Linked DNA regions of Mus musculus: region 1 is linked to region 2. A link is a contact called in public HiChIP or PLAC-seq data. All regions are on one chromosome and are shown on one strand. Each heading gives the region's core, a stretch centred on a gene start, on an enhancer-like site or on the middle of the called end of the contact. The rest is flanking DNA. Distances are from core to core; before and after follow the strand shown.

Region 1 (4,291 bases), core at 398-2,897, 970 kb after region 2:
TTCTTTCTTCTTACTTTGTCTCTCTTTTTTTTTGTCAGCACGAGAGTTAACTGGGTCTTGTGTTAACTGGGTCTGAATTAATGAAGTTTGTCACATTTCCTGGAACCATTTGTCTAGGTCGTAGCCAATTGCTCATGTTTACTGCTTTACCTAAAGTCACATTTAGATGCTCTTTGTTGGTATCAAGAACCAGTTTGGCAGATCGGCTCCAAACTCAGGAATGTCACACATAGGTGACAACTGCATACCTTCCCAGAGTCCACTTCTCACACCTACCTGCAGGTTATGTCACAGCCTTAATACAAGGCAGATCCTTCCTCACTTTAGACCCCTTTTTCCTTTGTCTATCTCTCTTTCCACTCTTTGTCTCCAATAAACCTCTGTCACGTGGAACTGCTTTGGCCTGGTGTAGTCTGTCCAGACGGGAGCCACCACTCCAGCACCACTCAGGAATGAATATCTGTGGAGAAAAGTTTGCAGAGACCTCAATTACGGCAACAAAAGGCCTTGGATATTGGGCGCAGAGCACTGGGCCTGTAGTAAGGGGGGAAGTGTAACTTTCTGAGCCTCAGTCATAATTCCTTTCTATTTAATCCTTCATTTCTGTACAGTACTGTGACATATTACAATGAAGAGTGATTTTAATGTCTTCTCTCGTTATTTAGCCAGACATCTTTAAAGAAGAGATGAGCAATGTATGTGAAAATTCTCCTATAATTGTAAACTCACATAAAATGCAAATGCAGTTAGGGATGTAAACTTTGGTGATAAATAAATTGCTGTTGAAGGCATAGGAAGTGGATCTGCTGGAGAATGAAAATGAGGACCCGTAGATGCTTTATATATATTCATGTCTGAGTTATGCAGTGCCTATGTAAATGCCAGGGAAACTGCTATGATAAATAAGAGTTTATATGGTTCTTGTGAACAATTGGAAATTCTGCTGTTATGTATCACCCAGTGTAGCTCCCCCCATTTCATTTTCACATACATATAAATGCTACCAAATACCTAGAAATAAGTTTTCTAGCTATGCCAGTAAATACTGTATAAGATAGTCCTATTGAACATGGGTAAGCATATGTTCTAATTACGATCATGTGTGACATATTGCATGTGGAAGTATTTTTCTTTTGGATAGTTACGAAGACTTAGAAAATACTCTTTCTGGGAATGAGGCTGTAGCTCCTTTAGTAGAGTGCCTGCCTAGCATGCATACAAAGCCTCGAGTTTGATCCCAAACACCCCATAAAACTGGGTGTGATGGTCACTCTTGATGTCCCAGCACTGGGAAGGTGGCCACAGGGAGATCAGGCGTTTAAGGTCATTTTTTAACACAGCAAGCTCAAGGCCAGCCAGGAGTACATGAAACCCTGTATTCAAACCAAACCAAACCAAAACCCCCTTAAAAAAAAAAACCCAGAAATCAAAAATGCAAACAAAAAAACCAAACCAAAACTCAGCCTTTTCCATCTAAGCTGGCTTTTCTAATGACACCTTTACTAATTCTCTTCCTTATATCTTGACCATTTGCTAGGGGTCAGTTCCAGGCTAGGTCACAAGTACGCTGGTAAGCAAGGCCTTGTCCTGGAGCTTGGGGAGCAGATGTTTGCCACAGGAGTGGCCGTGTTTGTAGAGCTTCGTGCCTAATGATTCATAGTACAGCCTAAGGCAGTTTTGTAACTGACCGTACATCCATGATTTGGCAAGTCTCAGGGTTCAGGCTGCCTTTCACAAGTTGCTGACCCACTTCAGAACTTGCCTAGGATAATTCGAGTCTCCTGTCCTTGAGACTAACCCCTCCCGGTCAAAAGCAAAAGGCTGCAGAAGGAGAATCAAGGTGGAAAAAAAATGCCTTCATGATAGTAAAATTCCACCTTGTGGAATTTCCCCAAAGTTGAGTAACCCGAAAAGTCTAACAAAGTTCTTGGACAGGAGAGCACCTTTGTTTTCTAGAGGCTGGCAGGGACGACTCTCCTGTGGGAGGCAGATACAGGTAAGAAAGGGCCTTTAGCATAGGCTTTCACCACAGTGTACACAATGGCACATTTACATCCCGAGCATTCATAGGCAGAGTTCCTGGGGTTTGGGCTGGGTTTATATCTGTTACCAATGGCTTTTGTAACCTGGACTCCCAGGGCCTGGAGAGGCTTTCTCTATGTCACCTTTCATTCCTGTCAGCTAGGAATTAAGGCAGGCTGAAGAAGACCTCTATCTACCCTCTAACTCCCCAGCTAGCATCTGTATCCCAGAAACTGAGCACGCCTGGCCATCCATTGTGATGGTGCTTTTGGTATTCATATTCAGACACACGTTGTTTTAAATGGGAAATAGAGATCCTGGAATTTCTTTCTTCAGTGAGACCTGCGTGATCTGCTATTTGTGAACTTAGGAGAAAAGCAATTTAGTGATGTGTAAATGTTTTCTAAGCAAAACCCAAATTTCCAAATTGCATAGACATACACACAAAAAACACAAGCATAGAAAACCAATCCTTTTTAACTATGTCATCAATACCCTGTGTCCATTTCTTTTTTTTTTTTTCATTTTTTTAACTTTTTCCAATTTTTTATTAGGTATTTTCTTCATTTACATTTCAAATGTTATCCTGAAAGTCCCCTATACCCTCCCCCCACCCTGCTTCCCTACCCACCCACTCCCACTTCTTGGCCCTGGTGTTCCCCTGTACTGGGGCATATAAAGACCCAATGATGGCCGACTAGGCCTTCTTCTGCTACATATGCAGCTAGAGACACGAGCTCTGGGGGTTCTGGTTAGTTCATATTGTTGTTCCACCTATAGGATTGCAGACCCCTTCTGATCCTTTAGTACTTTCTCTAGCTCCTCCATTGGGGGCCCTGTGTTCCATCCAATAGCTGATTGTGAGCATCCACTTCTGTGTTTGCCAGGCACTGGCATAGCCTCACAAGAGACAGCTATATCTGGGTCCTTTCAGTGTCCATGTCTTAACTAGGCAAACACACTAACACTGGCTTCAGTGCAGTGTGGATGATAATGTGGGGATGCACAGGCACTGGGCTGCTCTACACACGGTTAAGGATGGGCTGTGACACTTTCTTGATCTTTCCTTCAGTCACTTGCCGTTAGTTTTCTTATTTGCATACTGGGGAAATCAGGGTATCTGTTACAGATATGTGTTTGAGGAACATTGAGTTTAAGTGCTTAAAGTTGTATCTGGCGCATTAATAACATCTATTCACTGTAACTGTTTCTCTTGTCCTCCGTACCGTTGGACTAACTTAACTCATGTTTGCTGAGTAACTAATCCCTTGCTGTTCGTTTTCAAAACCTGAGGCTGCAGCTTTTTTTTTTTTTTTTTTTCCTTTTTAAACTTTTAAATAAGCAGCAGAGTAGATGACCTGAACTAAACCCAACATCCAGGCCATGTGCTGCTAGAGTACAGAAATCACTGTACGAACCATAACTCATAACTCAATGTTTATGAAAAGAGACAAATTTACACCAGTTCTGGAGGCTGAGAGCCTTGCAAAATTAACAAACCATTGATTCACTGTTGTGTATGTGCATCTTTGTGTGTGAGTAGATGCCTGTGGAGTTAAGAAGAGGGAGTTTGGATCGCCCTGGAGCTAGAGTTGTAAGTGGTTGTGGGTCTGTTTGAAGAGCACAGGTACTCTTAGATGCTGAGCCATCACCCCAGCTTCAGAATCAGGATCTTAGGATGAGTCATTGGGAAAATTAACAAGCACATTTAAAAGAAATACTTCAAAACAGAACAGTAAAAGTAATGAGTGATATGATGGGATTCCAGAGAAATATTCAATTTTAGGGTTCTTTCTAAGACCTTGGTAGGAACATTTACACTTTCTTAAGCAGGCCAGACGCTGTGGGAAATTTGAGACCACAGTAAATGACTAAACTCTGGAAACCTAATCACAGCTATAATCCCATAAGTCAATATTGCGAATATGCTGTATTTGGGAATTGTGTTAGAAGTTGAGAATATTCTCTGCTGCCTCAAATCACTGTCTGTCCCAGTGAGACTCATGTCTTGTTTAGGATCACCACGCAGACTCAAAAATGAGGTGGCCGAAAATAAGCAAAAAGGGTGAAACCAGACCCACACGTTTCTGTGGACTTGAATTACAGAGGGACCAGGTATATATATGGCTGTTTCTTTGTTTTTCCTCAGTATACGTGTTAAACAAATGCACACTGCTGACTTTTAGAATCTCTATTTGTCTGTGGGTTCTTATATTTTGGATTTAATTTTTGAGGGTCGCGTAGCGATTTATGCTTAGCACATGAATTA
Region 2 (4,002 bases), core at 1,273-3,772:
GCTGAATTTTCAGTTTACATGTGCCCTTAACAAACACTGCAACATGTAATTTTAATATATGACTCTTGCATTTCCGTTGCTTCCTGTAGTGTTTAAGCTACAAACAAAACTCTTTAGTCACATAAGCCAACTTTATTGTAATGCAAAGTTTGGGATCTGCTTATTCCAGCTGGCTATCTAAGTCACCAGCCATCCATATGTACTCTATTCCAATTCTACCAACCATGAATTCTTTATCAGATGTTATCTCTTTTATTTCTTTTCATGCTCCTGCTTCTAAAGTGTTCCCCACCCCTGCTTCTATTGAGTGGCAATCATATAACAAATGTCAGACTCTCTATGAAGGTGCAAAAGCTTCCCCTAGCCACTTTTATTACTTCTGTGATAATTACTTAAGTGTACAGGGTGGTTTGTTTGTTTGCCTGTGTTTACCTCCAAGTAGACTCAGGTTATTAAAACCACCAGTTTTATATCAGTATTTCTTAGACTTAAGATTGTATCTGAATGACTGAAGAATTTGTTTTGTTTTGTCTGTCTGTCTTGATAGGGTCTTGATATGCATTAGCCAGCAGAGTTTGGAACTTATCCTCTGCTTCTGCCACTCAGGATCAGACATCACCGGTGTGTGCCTCCACTCCCAGATTTAGAGGATACTTTTTAAAAACAAGGCTACTAGCTGACCACCTTAAAAAAATAAATAACTATCCATTTGATCTGGATCTTAATATCACTTTAATGGATGCTTAAAGCCACATCATTATTAAACTCACTATACATAATATACAAAGCCACTGTTTTCAAATCTGTGTGGCTAGTAAATGAATCCAAGGAATCTTAGGCTATGGCTACCAGGTAACATCCTAGAAAAGCCTGTGTAGATTCTTCAGGGGAGTCCAAAGACTATGGATATACTCTGTATAGTGAACACTTTTGTTATACAGTGTGTGTGTGTGTGTGTTTATGTCTATGTGTGTCTGTGTTTATGTCTGTGTGTGTATGAGTTTGTGTTTATGTGTGTGTGTTTCTGTACGCATGTATATGTGTGTAAATATGCATGCAAAGGTCAAAGGGCATAGAGTCAGCCCTCTCCTTCTACCACAAGAGCTCTAGAAATTAGACTCAGTTTATGAGGCTTGGGTATAAGGGCTCTTTCCCGCTGAGCAATCTCAAATGGCCCAAGGTGACAATTTTTAAAGGCTAGTCTAGCATCAATCTTAGTAGCCCTGCCAGCCTACATTACACATAATTTATTTGTGATCATTTACACTATTTACTTCTTTTATCCAGCAAGTATTTAAATACGCCTTTAGCTAAGCACAGCATCTGAGATAAAAATACTAAAATGAGGACTTGGAACTCCAGGGCTGACTACATAGGCTCCAAGCCTCTCCCATAGTGTCTGAGAAGTAAAGTTCTGGATTTTACTCATTGCTGATGTGAGGAGGAGCTGACATTCCTACTCAGTGTGCCATTATAACTCCTCTCAAAATAATTCTCAAATACCTAGTCTGCTTTCCACACAGGGAATTATAATTTCTTAAACTGTTGCCATAAAGTGGAGAGCTAATTCTGCATATGTTACTGCACTGGGGTGTCACAGGTCTGAGTGTGTCATGACACAGCCTGTGGTAGCACAGCCTTCGCACTTCCTGCCTCTCCAGACAGTGCTTTCTCTTGACTATAGCTAGTGTGTCAGTGGTCCCAGATTGGTTAAGACTGGTTATGACTTAGAGTGAAAGCCCTCTACCTCAGCTTTCTACCACTGTGATAAGGCTAAATCCCAGATCAGAGAATGTCTTCTCCAATTTCCTCTTAATTGATTGTCCTTAGACCTAAATGAAAACAGATCAAATAAAAGAGCAAAAACTAAAATGTGTGGTTATTTAGTTCTCTGTCAGTGACATTCAAAAAACATTTAGAGAACTTGTGCAATGCTGGGCTATTGAATTATTGCGAAATTCTACATTAGTAGAGCTGTGGGTTTCCACAGAAGTCAACAGAAAGAGGTGGGCTGTAGATGGAGAGGAAGGTGTTTAAATGCAAAATAAATTGTGTACACTAAATATAGTTTCAGAGAACCTAAGCATTAACTATGTTATGATCATGGAACAGACTGAAAACAATAAGAGAGAGAAAAAAGAAATGGAGGGGGAAAGGAGGGAGGAAGAGATGGAGGAAGGAAAGGAGGGAGAGAGGGAGGAAGAGGTGGTGAGAATAACCTATTTTTATTTTAAGCTCAGCAACACTCTGAGAAATGGTGACTGCTCTATGCGAAGAAAAGAAAGGGAAATAAACCAGACTTGGTCACATTTGTCCCTTTGAAAATGTCTCGTCCATAAACTTCTTCCAGAGAAGAAGGTAAGGAAGGTCCCCTAGGTCCGGTCTATCTGGGTTCTCATAAGGTCAGCTTCCTTATATGCAAAGGGAACTGCACTGGTTCCTGGCAACCAGGTCTCTGTACTCAGCTTGTGGAATAGGAAAGTAAATCACAAACTGTGTGGCACAGGGATTGAGTCATCCTTTGTGCAAGTTCCATTATAATGACTCACTATAGACTGGGGAATGGATTGACCCCATCTGGGTTTCTAGGTGGCACTGACATGAGATTCCCCATCTCTCAGAGATGAGCTTTTTCCATGCCAGTTGTTAAAAGAAACTTTCCATACTCTGAGTGATCTACGTGTAATTGACTCAGTAGGAGATGGCCATTAAGGACACATAGACACATGGAAAGACAGATAGGCAGGCAGGCAGACACACAGACACAGACACACAGACACACACACACACACAGAGATAGAGAGAGAGAGAGAGAGAGAGAGAGAGAGACAGACAGACAGACAGACAGACAGACAGTTTTGTTTCTTAGAAGACCTTACAGAGTCATAGTTTTGTCCTTTGAAACATATATCAACTTTACTACTCCAGACATGTTCAACCTGCTCCCCATTCCAAGACAGTGATGAGAAGACCCCTAGCTCTCACCTCCAGTATGGTCATGTTTTTTTGATTGGCAGCAGACAAACGATTAGCATCTCGAGTTTTATCAGTGGCTTCTCTCAATAGATCCCAAGCATCATCAAGTTTGTTCTTGTACTCTGCCAGTTTCTGCTGGAGATCCTTTTCCATATCTTCATTCTGGGCTCTGGGCTCTCCAAACAGCTTGTTTACTCTCTTCAGAAGGCCTTCTGCTGCCCTGCAAATACCCACATCCCAAGAGTACAAAATAACGTCACTGCTCATCTTAAGACTTTTTTTTTAATATTAAGCTAAGTTACAAGGAGATGCTAACATTAAAAAGTTAAAAATATAGGAATACATGCCAACAGATTCACAATGCTTGTCAAGGTGAATTGATATCTAATTGTGGCAGAAATTTTTATTAAAATTGAAAGATACTTGTTCAGTTTATTAGTAAACTTACATTTAAAAAAAATTGTTTGGGGGGCTTGTGCCATAGTCACACTATGACTGATAATGGAAAAATTTATGTCTCGCTGTATATGCAAAAGTAAAGAGATCAAGACACCGGTTGGCCCATCACAATGAGATACTTCCTTAGCCAATATGGGGCTGTTGACATGATTGCTTAGCAACTCTAAGATAGAACTATCATGTTCTTGTCAACCTAGCCTAATGCCATAATTTTGATCTTCTCTATTTTTTCTTGCAACTCAGCAGTCTGAGAAGTCCTTGACTTAACTTACCAGAATTTTCTATAATGGTAAATAATGATGGCATTGAATGTGATTTATTTGTCATTTATTAAAGTGGGTGGTCATGTCCTCCTCGTCTTTCCCTCCTTCATTCTCCTCCTCTCCCTCCTATTTCCTGTCTCCCTTTTCCTCTTTTCTTCTTCTGCTATTCCCTTCTCCTCCTCCTCCTTTTCTCCTCCTCCTCCTTTTCCCCTCCTCTTCCTCCTCCTTCTCCTCCAATGAGACAGTGTTTAATATATATTAAGTTGGCCTTGGACTTGTTCTGTGGCCAAGGATGATCCTGAAC

What was found. HiChIP or PLAC-seq counts read pairs in DNA pulled down with a chosen protein or histone mark.
Region 1: an H3K27ac HiChIP or PLAC-seq map of embryonic fibroblasts shows a contact between it and region 2, with 16 times the contacts expected there. The contact joins two enhancer-like sites. A contact is called at or near these places in 10 of 39 promoter capture datasets (the 3T3-L1 cell line, 3T3-L1-derived adipocytes, the SN4741 cell line and 6 more), 2 of 484 Hi-C or Micro-C datasets (cerebral cortex and embryonic fibroblasts) and 4 of 115 datasets of contacts at active chromatin or transcription factors (embryonic fibroblasts, embryonic forebrain, embryonic limb bud and 1 more).

Annotation. Positions count from the first base shown.
Region 1 is chr10:28,085,889-28,090,179 of GRCm38.p6, forward strand. The region is part of intron 1 of Ptprk (protein tyrosine phosphatase, receptor type, K); the gene reads left to right. Among named protein-coding and RNA genes, the nearest start is that of Ptprk, 13 kb to the left of the region's middle. Within about 2 kb of position 1,648, at least 67 of the 459 cell types and tissues checked have an H3K27ac peak or open chromatin away from gene starts, as enhancers often do. A contact at or near this core is called in embryonic fibroblasts, where this site is marked.
Region 2 is chr10:27,115,494-27,119,495 of GRCm38.p6, forward strand. It overlaps Lama2 (laminin, alpha 2), which reads right to left. Exons shown (of 65, transcript NM_008481.2): 37 at 2,986-3,196. Among named protein-coding and RNA genes, the nearest start is that of Gm40618, 140 kb to the left of the region's middle. Within about 2 kb of position 2,523, at least 43 of the 459 cell types and tissues checked have an H3K27ac peak or open chromatin away from gene starts, as enhancers often do. A contact at or near this core is called in embryonic fibroblasts, where this site is marked.